Linked DNA regions of Danio rerio: all the other regions are linked to region 1. A link is a contact called in public Hi-C and Micro-C data. All regions are on one chromosome and are shown on one strand. The core of a region is the stretch at or near the end of the contact, and the rest is flanking DNA. Distances in the headings are between cores, read along the strand shown. Region 1 holds the start of dbpb (D site albumin promoter binding protein b). Region 2 holds the start of leng9 (leukocyte receptor cluster (LRC) member 9). Region 3 holds the start of cdc42ep5 (CDC42 effector protein (Rho GTPase binding) 5).

Region 1 (4,173 bases), core at 378-2,877:
ACCGTTGCGCAGAGGACAACGGCCGAGAGAGTCCTCATCGATATCTAACCTTTCCTTACCTGTGAGAGAAAGAAAATACATCCAATTTAATCTGGGTATATATACTAAGCCATCAAAAAAAAACATGACAACTACTAATTAACACTTATAATGACATTTCTACATTTCAGGAGTGCAATGTTTGTGAGATTACGCAGTTAGGGGCGGAATAACAGTTCCCAGCAACTTTCACATCCCTCTGGGAGAGCTACCTTTGCAATGTCAACACATGTGAATAGATGCGCCTCCCAGTGCATCAATGCAAAATGAAGAGGCTTTGAAATACCTTCCTTTAAACTTGCAAAAGATTAATGTGTCTGAAAGTCCATGGTAAAGCGATTACAATGTTGTTACACTGCTGTGACACTGCTTAGCTGCGTGGCACAGCAACAATGTTGTCGAACAATGACTAAACGTTACAGAATTGCGCTATTATGATTGAACCAAAGCAATGACGCAAAAAACAACAGGTGTAACAACAAAGCCAGATGAGTATTGTAGAACACAATATCAGCAATAGTACATGGCTGAGGCCTGGAGGTTTCCATCTTAAAGTATTAAGGTGGGGTCTGAGACACTCTAGGGTGAGGTCTAAACGCTTAACAACTCCAGTTAGTCTAAATCAGGCATTTTATGGCGCATTGGAGTGGAAACCAGAACCACTAAAGGCAGTTTGAAATTTGCAATTTCTGGTTGAGTTATTCAGTATAAAAACAAACCATAAAAATGTAATTGGGTTTTAAGTTTGTAGTCTTTCCTCTATGAAAACACAGCAGACTGTCGCCTAAAACTGCCTACGCTTAAAAACAATTAGCCAAACACTATAAGTGTTGCTGAATCGACAAATACAGTATGACCACTAATACTGTTCAAAATTAAATGTGCTGCTTTTAATACTACATAATAAGATTCACAAATCCTGTGCACACACAATTCAATTTTGCTCCTCATCTATTCAGGGTCATTTCGCATTAATGGCGAGCAAATAATCAGTACGAAACAATGACACGGACAGCAATCCATACTGAAGCTTTTCCAATATTCACAGGCAATGGAAAACTTCTGTCAGTGTGGTTAGGCTGTACCCAGCGCAGGCCTGTAAACAAAATGGCTTAGCCAATAGTTGACCTCAAAGCACCTGGGTAGTGCGCTAAGTGGCTGAATGGCCTGGCCTTGTTTATCTCTTCAAGTCCCATGTGATGTCCCGTCTGAGAGATATGCACGATGGCACATGACCCTGCCATTTGACATGTGCAACCACACATGAAAGAAAAACTGCCACCTTAGGAATTGAGAAACTAACTCTCGTTGTGTATATTAGCACATTTTAGTCTTAATGAAATTAAGAAATATATATATATATATATATATATATAAAACAGGTGCGTTTCCTCACCCTTCATTTCACCACAGTCTTTCACGCGCTGATCACATTTGACTGGAAGCTGCAGGAGAGATTTTAAGTTTCCTGTGGAGTTTAAGTGTCCTCCGTTATGTGTGACTCCTGCTTGGCTACTGTTGCCAAACTGCGGACTGGCTCCGGCAGAGGGAAGGTCCGGGGGAAGGAGCTGTGAAAGCGGCCTGGCCATCATCCAACGTCCGCCGGATTGACCGCTAGATGCTTGCGTGGTTCGATACTATTGTGCAGCCGTCAAATCAATCACATGACGATTCATAGTGGAAGCAAGCAGAAATACATTAATATCGACATGACTGTGTGTTCAGACATCACAGATATCAGCATGTAATGCAGTTCGTATCATAAAAGTAGACAAAGTTGTGAAGTCACGCAACACGAGACCGTGTTTACTTTAGAGACAGAGGAGGAGGAAAGACCTGCGCGCTCACGTGCAGCACCACAGCATCTGATCACAGATAGAAAATGTATAATTACCTTTATTTGAAAACAGCCTTTTTTTAAACAAAGAGCGCCATTCTGCTTGCAGTTGATGGTAGATTAGACGAATGGACAGAAATATACATTCCTCGTATTCCCAGAAATTCTTGACAGTTTATGTTCTGCCGGAACTTTTGAAGAAAAATAGACAAATGTCCAGAATAACGACCTCCAAGCGCAACGTACAGATAATAATTTAACAAAATACAGCGACTCAGGCGAAGAAACAGGAAGAATAAATGACTCCAATAACGCAAATGATAACTTGACTGCTGGAACTCTTGAATGCGTCGCCTCGAAAATGACAAATGAAAACAAAACGAAGTGTTGCTGAGTCAATTTCTGCTGCGTAGCGCGATTGGTGGGATGTTGACGTTTTTTTCCATGCAGTCGCTCAATCGCTTTTTTCCCTCTGTGGTCACCCCCTTCTGTTCAGTTCTCTCTGCATGTGTGTTGTCGCACGCTTTGAGCTTGAGCCGTCCGAGCTTTTCGCTCAGCTGGAACGAACACGGGCCGCTCACGTGACGTCACACCTCCCAGTCTAGAAGCGCGAACATGGCACTACTTGCACGGAGTTTTAATATTAATGAGGCACGCCCCCTCGTGACAGGCACGCTCCTCGGGGGTGGGTGGCACTGATTAAAAACAAATTGGTCGATAATTTCATTCCCAGCTGTCCTACGTTTGGCACTATGAAACAGCATTAACGTGTGGCATTTATCGAGAACATTTTGAGAGTGGCCAGTTTTACAGAGCATCACAGATATGTTTATAATCTGTAATATAGACTGCTGATCTCACCTAACAAACGGTCGAGTTTTATCACTCAGAGAGCTACCTTTTGGGGGAAACCTACCAAGCGAGCGGGCACACTTTTTCACTTCACTGGTAATCCGCTGGAAACGTGAGCATCATGCGAGAGGAGATGGCAACTACACGTTGTGTCTCAGGAACACAGACGCGCTCTCCAGTGCACATGGTGTCCGCACGCGGAGACGCGGCTCAGCCTCGAGTGCTTATTGCTGTGATTGGCTGACAGAAAACAGGCTCCTCCCGGCTCGGCCGGCCATTGGTTAGCATAATGCGCGACGCTCCGCCCATTTAAACCACCCATGCTACAGCCGCGTGAGAATACAGAAACTGCGTGAATCCAGGCGGAGTGGCGCACACACCCACAAAACATTCAGAAATAAAGGAAACAGATTGGCTGTGGCTGAACCTGATGAACCCAACCTCACGAGAGTATCCAAGTATGCTTAATGCAGGTATTTACCATTTCATAGCTTAACATATTACTAGTCCAGCTATACATCAGAAAATTAATAAACAACATTAGATGGATACAAATAATGATAGACAACACGTTTCCTTCACCCATAACAGGAAATAAAAACAGTGGATACAAATTAATTTCTGCCCTCCCTTGTGCACAAACACACTCGAGGACGCTCATACTTGTTTTCCACCCACTATCAGCGTTTTAATCCATGTGACAGTTGTGCTGCCGGGCTCCAGCTTCACACCAGAGGTTGCAGGATCCTTGCTGCCACCAACTGATCAACATGGAAAAGAGCAATGCAAAGTGCTACAATAATAGTGTATACAGTTCTGGGATAAAAATAAATACATCTGTCACAAATCGGTATCCTAAATTTGGATTTTACATTAAAATAGCTGCAGAAAAAATAGAGGGACCATTTTTTCCTGAATGTGCTGGATTTATTAGGTATATGTTTGGGTAAATTATTATAGTTTTTCTATAAATGTCTAATAATATATTAAAGTAAAATAATGTAGTGTTTTAAAAAAATGCATTATGCAGTAAAATCTCTTGTGGAGATAAACATTGCTATTATGTTTTTTTACTTCTTATTTTATGCTGTAACTGAAAACATTTTTAAATGTATTAGAAATGTCATCAGTAGTTTGCAGAAAACATGTTTTACTCAAATGGGCCTCACTATAAATACATACATATACATGTGTTTATATATACACACACATGTATATGTATATGTTTATAATTAGGCCTATAAGTGTTTCAGTAAAACACATGCAACTTTATATGAATATTGAAGGACTGAAATATGGAATATCTGCAAATAAGTACTTTATGATATTCATATTTGAAAATTTAAAGATACATTGAAATGGGTGGTGGAAGGAAAATGTTATTTCCCTAAGAAAACACAAATTAACATTTTACCTCAAAACACATACCTAAGAGTGACACATTC
Region 2 (3,852 bases), core at 1,208-3,707, 180 kb after region 1:
CAGAAATGAAAACAATGTATTAAAATAAACAAATTATCATAATGTTTATTTATAACTCTGAAATAAAAGAAAAGTTATGGTTAACAAAAATGCAAATCTGAGGCTTATGTCTGTTTCAGTGCAACTTAAACCTCAAATCCACTCCACCCTCCACCTACACGTCTACACACCTCTTATGACATAACAAGCCAAAACACAATACTGTTCAAAAGATTGGGGTTAGTAAGATTACAGCTGCAAAAAAAATGACAATATATATATATGAATATAATAATATATATATTTGAGTGAGTGTGTGTGTGTGTGTGTGTGTGTATATATATAATAGTATATATATATATATATATATATATATATATATATATATATATATATATATATATATATTTTTTTTTTTTTTTTTTTTTTTTTTTTTTTTTTTTTACTTAAACTTTATTGTGTTTTTAGTAAACATGGTTATCAACAGTGGCAATAGCAGAATTCCTCAACATTGACTTACACTCAAAAGTGTAAACAATGGTTGATGATAATATGAAACAAAATTGTATAAATGCTTATAAATGTTCACACAAACTAACAAACATATATGGGATAGATGGATAGATAGATAGATAGATAGATAGATAGATAGATAGATAGATAGATAGATAGATAGATAGATAGATAGACAGACAGACAGACAGACAGACAGACAGACAGACAGACAGACAGACAGACAGACAGACAGACAGACAGACAGACAGATAGATAGATAGATAGACAGACAGACAGACAGACAGACAGACAGACAGACAGACAGACAGACAGACAGACAGACAGACAGACAGACAGACAGATAGATAGATAGATAGATAGACAGACAGACAGACAGACAGACAGACAGACAGACAGACAGACAGACAGACAGACAGACAGACAGGCAGGTAGGTAGGTGGATAGTTAGACAGACAGACAGACAGACAGACAGACAGACAGACAGACAGACAGACGGATGGATGGATAGGCAGATGGATGGACAGATAGATGGATAGAACAGATAGAAAGACAGATAGATACATGGATGGATAGATAGATAGATAGATAGATAGATAGATAGATAGATAGATAGATAGATAGATAGATAGATAGATAGATAGATAGATAGATAGATAGATAGATAGATAGATAGATAGATAGATAGATAGATAGATAGATAGACGGATGGATAGATGGATAAATAAATTTTCATCCAACTATTCTGGCACATTTGGGAAACACCCATCTAATCTTGCATTTTATTGATTTCATAAACTACACAGCATCCTGATTTTCGCAGATTTCATTTAGGCAAACTTTAGCATTTAACCATACATTGAATAATCAAAAATGACATACAATTTAATACCTTGCAAAATAGCATTTAAGACTTTTTAATACTTTGTAAGGCACTTAAATATTTCTACTTTGATCTATCAACTTTTAATACTTTTTAAGACACCCTGTTTTAAAGCTATTGGACTTTCGGTCATCATATATAGCACAATAATTGTTGTTCCTGTATGTGCTTTTAGCAGTAGTAGTTTGAAGCAGACCTCTCTTTGTGAGTTTTATATTATCAACCCTGCACTTACAGTAAGCCTACAGCAATTTTGTACAAAACAAACCTATGGTTGGCAAGAGATTATAATGAGTGAATTAAAAACGATTTTCACTGCCATCTTCAGGTCACTTGCATCGTAGCGTCATAATATCTAGTATTTGTTGAAGGCGGAGAGCTCAACCTTTTTATCACCTCAAAAGTAAATTAGTTTAAGCCCAGTTTGAAGAAACATATTTTAAACTATTTAAAACAAAACCACAAAATTCACAATTACTATAATTCTCAAATGGTGATTAATAACCTGTAGAATCTAAAAACATATTTTTAAATGTATAGATGACATTGTATCTCAGTAGAGTGTAAATAAATATAATGTGTTTTACCTGGCTGGATCTGTTGATCAGACTCCTCAGTGGGGTTTCCCCGAGTTGTCTCTTCCTCAATCTCCATGTCTGACAGCTTCAACAGAGCTTCAACTGAAACAGACGTGTCTCATTTAGTCATATAGAAGGAAAACAACGTAACATTAAGTGGTGTCATTTTGCCATAATGTTCTACTGTAGTCGGTGTGACAAGAACATTAAGTTGAGATTATTATGACCTACCTCGAAGAAACCGAGAAAGTATCACACAACTTAGCTTGTTGACTGGTTAGTTTAAATGTTAACATGTACAGGATGACATCATCTGCCACAAATGACTCATAGCTAGTGTATATACACGGCTACGTGAATGATTAAAACCAATAGAAAAAAAACAGTGTAGATGAAAAATAGTAATTTTGAACATATTGTTTAGATTTCTAGTAAAGTGTACACTTATTTTTTTTATATATGTATTCATTATTTTCAATTTTACTTACTGTACTACCGGGACAACGTGCATAAACGCCACTTCCTGTTTGAAATGGAAGCTTGGGTATTGTAGTTTTTCTTCAGTGGAAGGTCCGAATTGTTTCCGCGAATCGATTCTTTTGCACAGTTCAATTTGGGCATATTTTAATTTCAATTTTGCACCTGATTTATGTATATGACATAAAATGACTCAAAAAAACATGGATTATGGTTTCATATGTTGTTGTTGTTAATGAAATATATTTATTGTAATTCAGTGTGTTGCACTGTAATTATGTTTATTCCAGCCAAATTGCATGACACGAACGAAACTTGCATTTAAAATGTACAATACTAAACATTAATTAACTAATTTTGCTGGAATTTTTTGCACATTTCGTTGCTAACTCGACTTCTTGGCCAGTGATTTGTAAATGAATATTCAGGTAAGATCTCATTAAGGCCTGCTCAACTGAATCATCAAAAAGATCCGATTCACCCTGAAGAAGATTCACTCAAGGATCAAGGCTTGCTCGAAGGCATTCGGGGATTACGGAAGAGCTCACGTCAATTACGAATATCAAAATATACCTCGTTCACCATGTAAAAAACACCAGAAGAACATTTTGGTGGATTATTTGGACTGTACCGATGGCTGTTCAGCGTGAGAGACAAGAGCAGCTGTGAGTCACGCACACACACGCGTTGTTGTGATCTAAGCGCGTGACTTTCCCATCACATGACACACAAGACTGAAAAGGACAACATAAACACAATAAAACTATTAATTACGATCGCGTTTCAGGATAAATTTACTAAGCTCTGTATCGATGAGAATAACGACCCATTTATGTTGAATAGTAGTTATACGTTAAATTGTAAGGAAGGCTGATGAACATGCAGAACCTGTAGATGGTTGCCATTGTCAACGCTTTGTAATGTAATGTTCAGTTGTTCATAATTTACTGTAAGTACCAGTCGGCGCTAAAGCTTCACGCAGCTAACACAGGTAAGGAACGTGTGTCTTTTTATTTAGGTTTGTGAATACATAAAAATGAACAAATATATTGTATACCTTTCTACATAACTAAGGCGTTATATTGTATGTTGTAACATACGTATTCTGGATTGTTGTATTTAAATTTGCTGATGACTTCCTTAATTACATTTGTTGAATGTTTTTTTTTTCACTCCTTTAACGAAATCTTAAGATTATGGATAAGAATAGGGTTGTTATATTTTAAATTTATTGAAATATGCTGTATGTAGAGTGATTAAAATCTAAAATCGCAAACTCAAACTGAGTAATAAAACAAACATTAAAATATGCCTATGTTATTATTTTACAACTAGTTAGTTAACTTTATTTTTAACTTTAATTGACAGTATGATGCTGGCTGGATATCTCGCAGTTAAAACTTTATATTCACTTTTTTTTTT
Region 3 (4,079 bases), core at 613-3,112, 240 kb after region 1:
ACCTTGCATTTATACAAGGAGATCATGCCCAAATTTATATTGACTACTGTGTTGTGATTGTTGATCCTCTCAGCAGCATGATATACAAAACATATTCAAATTCTTAATGGGTTATTTATAGCCAACAAAGTACATCACCTTTATAATAACAAAAAAAACTATTACTCACTTTAGTTCATCTCATACTGTCCCTTTACAATCATTAAATCTCTCTCCAACGCACCTTGATTACACTAACTCAGTACTGAACAAAAACCTTTTGCAGCATATTGACCATTGAGTGTACTCTGTCAAATAAAATAACTTCTGACTGGCCATTTCATACACAAACATCCCTGGCTGCATGCTGTACCTTAATGCTAAAACAGCACGCCAATAGAAAGCAATTGGTTCTTTCCAGATATACAAACACATTGGAGCATTAGCCAATTCTGCTTCACCAGTATACTATTGTTACAGCTTTTGCTTTCATTTTAAAGCCCTCAAACAGTACACCAACATTGAAGCTGCCCCAAATTACCTATATTTATCACACAATGCGCATTAAATATGGGTTAATTTCCATTGTGAAGTAGGCCTACTATTCCACATCGTTATTAATTCAGAATATATGAGATGATGTAAATTCATTTTAATACAGTTATACAAGGACAAAATTGTTAAATATGTTGTTGCCTATGTTTTCAATATAGTATCAGAAACGTTTTATAATATAAAATGTGCAAAACATGTTTCTAAATCTCTTTCCTCATCTTATTCAGTGGAACTCAGTGGGTGAGGTGAGATGAGACGAGATAAACGTCTCGTTGTCTTAGATCTGTATATTTTTATATTTCCAGGTATGAAATCATAGCAGGAGCTACGATTGCGTAAAGCTTGTTAAAAAGAGCAGTTGACAGACGCCGAAAGCCAAGCTCGGACTTGTTATGTGAAGCGCGTGCTAAATGCCTTCTTCCCTCCAGCATTCTCGCGAGGTCGAGACACAAATCTCAGACAACGACCGAACCCACCATAAGATATAAACTTAGTTTTAAAATATTTTATTTATTTAATATTTAAATAGCTACAATTATTTTTTTACAAACACTCACTGTAATACTTTGTAGAGCCTACGAACGTTTGTTTTCATGTTAATAGCGAACTATAAAATATTCAATATTTTCGACAAAACACGTAAGAATAAACATGTTTCCCCTTTTTAATGCTTGTTAATATCCTGTTTGGTCTCATATGAGAGGCTGATTTGTTCAAGAAAACCCCGTTTACGTGACCTATTCATAAACAACTGCAACAGCTGGAAAGAGGATCAGTTCAGGCATCTGTACCAGATCTGTTGACCACGGGTATGAAATCGACTATACTAAAGGTTTGCTCTGCTGAAAGATATTATTTAAAGAAACCTTTTAAATACATTGTATACGTATTTCCTCTAAACAAAACAGTGTGACTGCAGTCTTTAAACTCTTACCAGTGGTCTTAATTTTAAGCAGAAGACCTGCCTTTTCCCCCCAGGAACGTGTCCTCCTGTCCAGTAAAGCTGTAATAAAGCAAACATTATATTTTTTGTGAATTAATTTATCAGCCAGCACAGTTTAAACCAGTGAAGCTCTCTGGAGTGGGAGTTGCAGCCAAAAGTTAACGTTACGCGCCCAACTGTGAGTCGAATTGATTTCGTATAAAACGGTTGAACTGAACTTACATTGATAACCGTGTGCTTGTCAATAGGTTTGTACCTGTTTGTTCCTCGTTTAAGCGATAGCTTCTTTAAATATCCTCGTTTTTCTTCTTTTACAGACTTTTCTGGCGTCGCTGTTCTCTCCGATATTTCTTTTTTTCCTTTAGGGATGGGCAAGGAAGTGACGTGACTTTTATGGGAGCGCTTTGCTCCAGCTGAAAGTAGCGACTGACGCATGTCTGCCTTTCCTCTCTGCTTTCTTCCGTCAGAACAAAACTATTTCACACCAATTTTCCTTTTAATAATCGTCGACATTTTCTGTTATCATTATTATGTTGAGCTAGATTTAAATGTGGGTCTGTATTTAAAAATGGATGACACAAGGTTTATTTTAAAGTGAGGAGAGGACTTCTAATATCAGAGAGTTATAGTTATTGTTATGGGCATTGTGTAGAACTGTTTGTACAGTGTGTTTGAGTTTATTGCTATGGATGAAACACAATGAAAACAGTTTGGAATCCAGTCTGTCAACATTTTGAGCGTACTGAAGCTGAACCTGTTCTGTTTTGTATTGTATCTCCACCTATCACTTTCAACATCAATTTTATCAGTGCAAGGCCACAACGAAAAGTTTGACATTTTAAGTTAATCTGTAAATTATGACATTTTAAAAGGCAATCTTTTTTTAACAAAACAGTTGTTTTGTTAATAGATAATAGAAAATCTGCAAGTATTTTAATCTGTAATTATAGTGTAATATCTGAAAAGAATAACAGATTACTTATATTAAATAAAAAACACACAATATTAGGATTATAAATTATAGTATCTATAAATAGTATGTCTTAATATGTAAATATGTAAAATAGCTTGAGGGAAAAGACTGAGTGTAATGCAAAGGTTATTAAGAGATGTACAAATTAACATCCTTGTATTTTGCTAGTTTTTTTATTTGATACATGCAACTTTTCATCAACATATGCCATATATATATATCAAGTAAACTTAGGATGCCTCCATCCATAATATTTATCTTTAAATACTAATGTTGTTATAAAACATTCGATCAGGTAATCTGTAAAGCATGATATGAAATCATTCATTCATTTTTTTTTTCGGCTCAGTCCCTTTATTAATCTGGGGTCGCCACAGCACAATGAACCACCAACTTATCCAGCATATGTTTTACGCAGCAGATGCCCGTCCAGCTGCAACCCATCACTGGGAAACTTCCATACACACTCATACACTACAGAAAATTTTAGCTTACCCATTTTCACCTGTACCACATGTCTTTGGACATGTGGAGGAAACCAGAGCACCCAGAGAAACCCATATATACAGGGGAAAAACATGCAAACTCCACACAGAAATGCCAACTGACCCAGCTGGGGCTCGAATCAGCGACCTTCTTGCTGTGAGGTGACAGCACTACCCACTCCATCGCCCTACAAACTGAATATTTGTTTTATATTTGGCATCTGTTACAATATGGTAAATCCAAACTAAAACATTTGGTGAGGAATAGATGTTAAATTCTGATAGCTTAGAAAGTTTGTCACAGATTTTTAAGATACTTAATGTAAACCTATATGATAATCACACACTATGTTCTAATATTATGTATTAATTTTTAAATGTTTAATTTTAGGACCAAAACTCTGGGCCCTCAACTCAGAGGAGCAAAATCTATGCCATTACTATTGAATGTATAAATAAACATTCTTATAAGAGCCCATTTGTTTATCTAGAAATAGCAAGATTAATATAATCATTTAATCAACACTGTGCAGGAAAAATACTGAAAGGAGAAATCTTTCTAGATTATACTATAATCATTTTACATACGTTTTTTAACTGATATATTGGGCTTTAATTTTTTATATGATATTAAAACCAAAGATCTTAAAGACTATGAAGTCTAAATATGAAAAGTCTTTCTTCCTTGGTGGCTTGAATTTCCTGCCTGGGAAGAGAATTCAAGGATGCTGCAGCTGAGCCATGAATCACATCACTTCCTCTTTCTCAGCACAGCTTACGTCACACTCAAGCACACCATCACTGGGACTACTAATACAATGATGAATGGCTGGAAGTGTTGCCAATGTATGAGATCATACGTAATACCATACATTACTCAATGAGGATTTTGCTGGGTTGGTGACTACAATGAATACAAATGAATAGAACAGTATTTTTGCATCTATTCAATGTGAAAAACAGATTTTAACAGTGTTTAAACATTTTTTTTCCCAGAAGAATTTTAGTAACTGCTTATTGCCACCAATAGAAAAAAAAACACTATTAAAGTGTCTAACATTCTTCAAACTATATTCTGTTGTGTTTTACTGACAAAAAGTTAAAAGAGTTTAGAGTTTAAAGCAAGTGTAGGGAGAGAGTAAAT

Evidence for each region. Hi-C and Micro-C count contacts between places; a contact is called where the count stands out from the background.
Region 2: a Hi-C map of hematopoietic stem cells shows a contact between it and region 1, with 2.5 times the contacts expected there. The contact joins the promoter of leng9 here to the promoter of dbpb in region 1. A contact is called at or near these places in 3 of 18 Hi-C or Micro-C datasets (caudal fin, hematopoietic stem cells and an unstated tissue) and 1 of 4 datasets of contacts at active chromatin or transcription factors (embryo).
Region 3: a contact with region 1 is called in a Micro-C map of caudal fin, with 2.6 times the contacts expected there. The contact joins the promoter of cdc42ep5 here to the promoter of dbpb in region 1. A contact is called at or near these places in 3 of 18 Hi-C or Micro-C datasets (caudal fin, hematopoietic stem cells and an unstated tissue).

Annotation. Positions count from the first base shown.
Region 1 is chr16:13,971,414-13,975,586 of GRCz12tu, forward strand. It overlaps dbpb (D site albumin promoter binding protein b), which reads right to left and starts at 1,628. Exons shown (of 4, transcript NM_001197062.1): 1 at 1,436-1,628; 2 at 1-59. The coding sequence starts at 1,628.
Region 2 is chr16:14,146,514-14,150,365 of GRCz12tu, forward strand. leng9 (leukocyte receptor cluster (LRC) member 9) reads right to left here and starts at 2,458. Exons shown (of 7, transcript NM_001077298.1): 1 at 2,442-2,458; 2 at 1,963-2,055. The coding sequence starts at 2,029. flcn (folliculin) reads left to right here and starts at 3,140. Exons shown (of 12, transcript NM_001040373.1): 1 at 3,140-3,421.
Region 3 is chr16:14,211,190-14,215,268 of GRCz12tu, forward strand. It overlaps cdc42ep5 (CDC42 effector protein (Rho GTPase binding) 5), which reads right to left and starts at 1,863. Exons shown (of 3, transcript NM_001326377.1): 1 at 1,700-1,863; 2 at 1,469-1,537.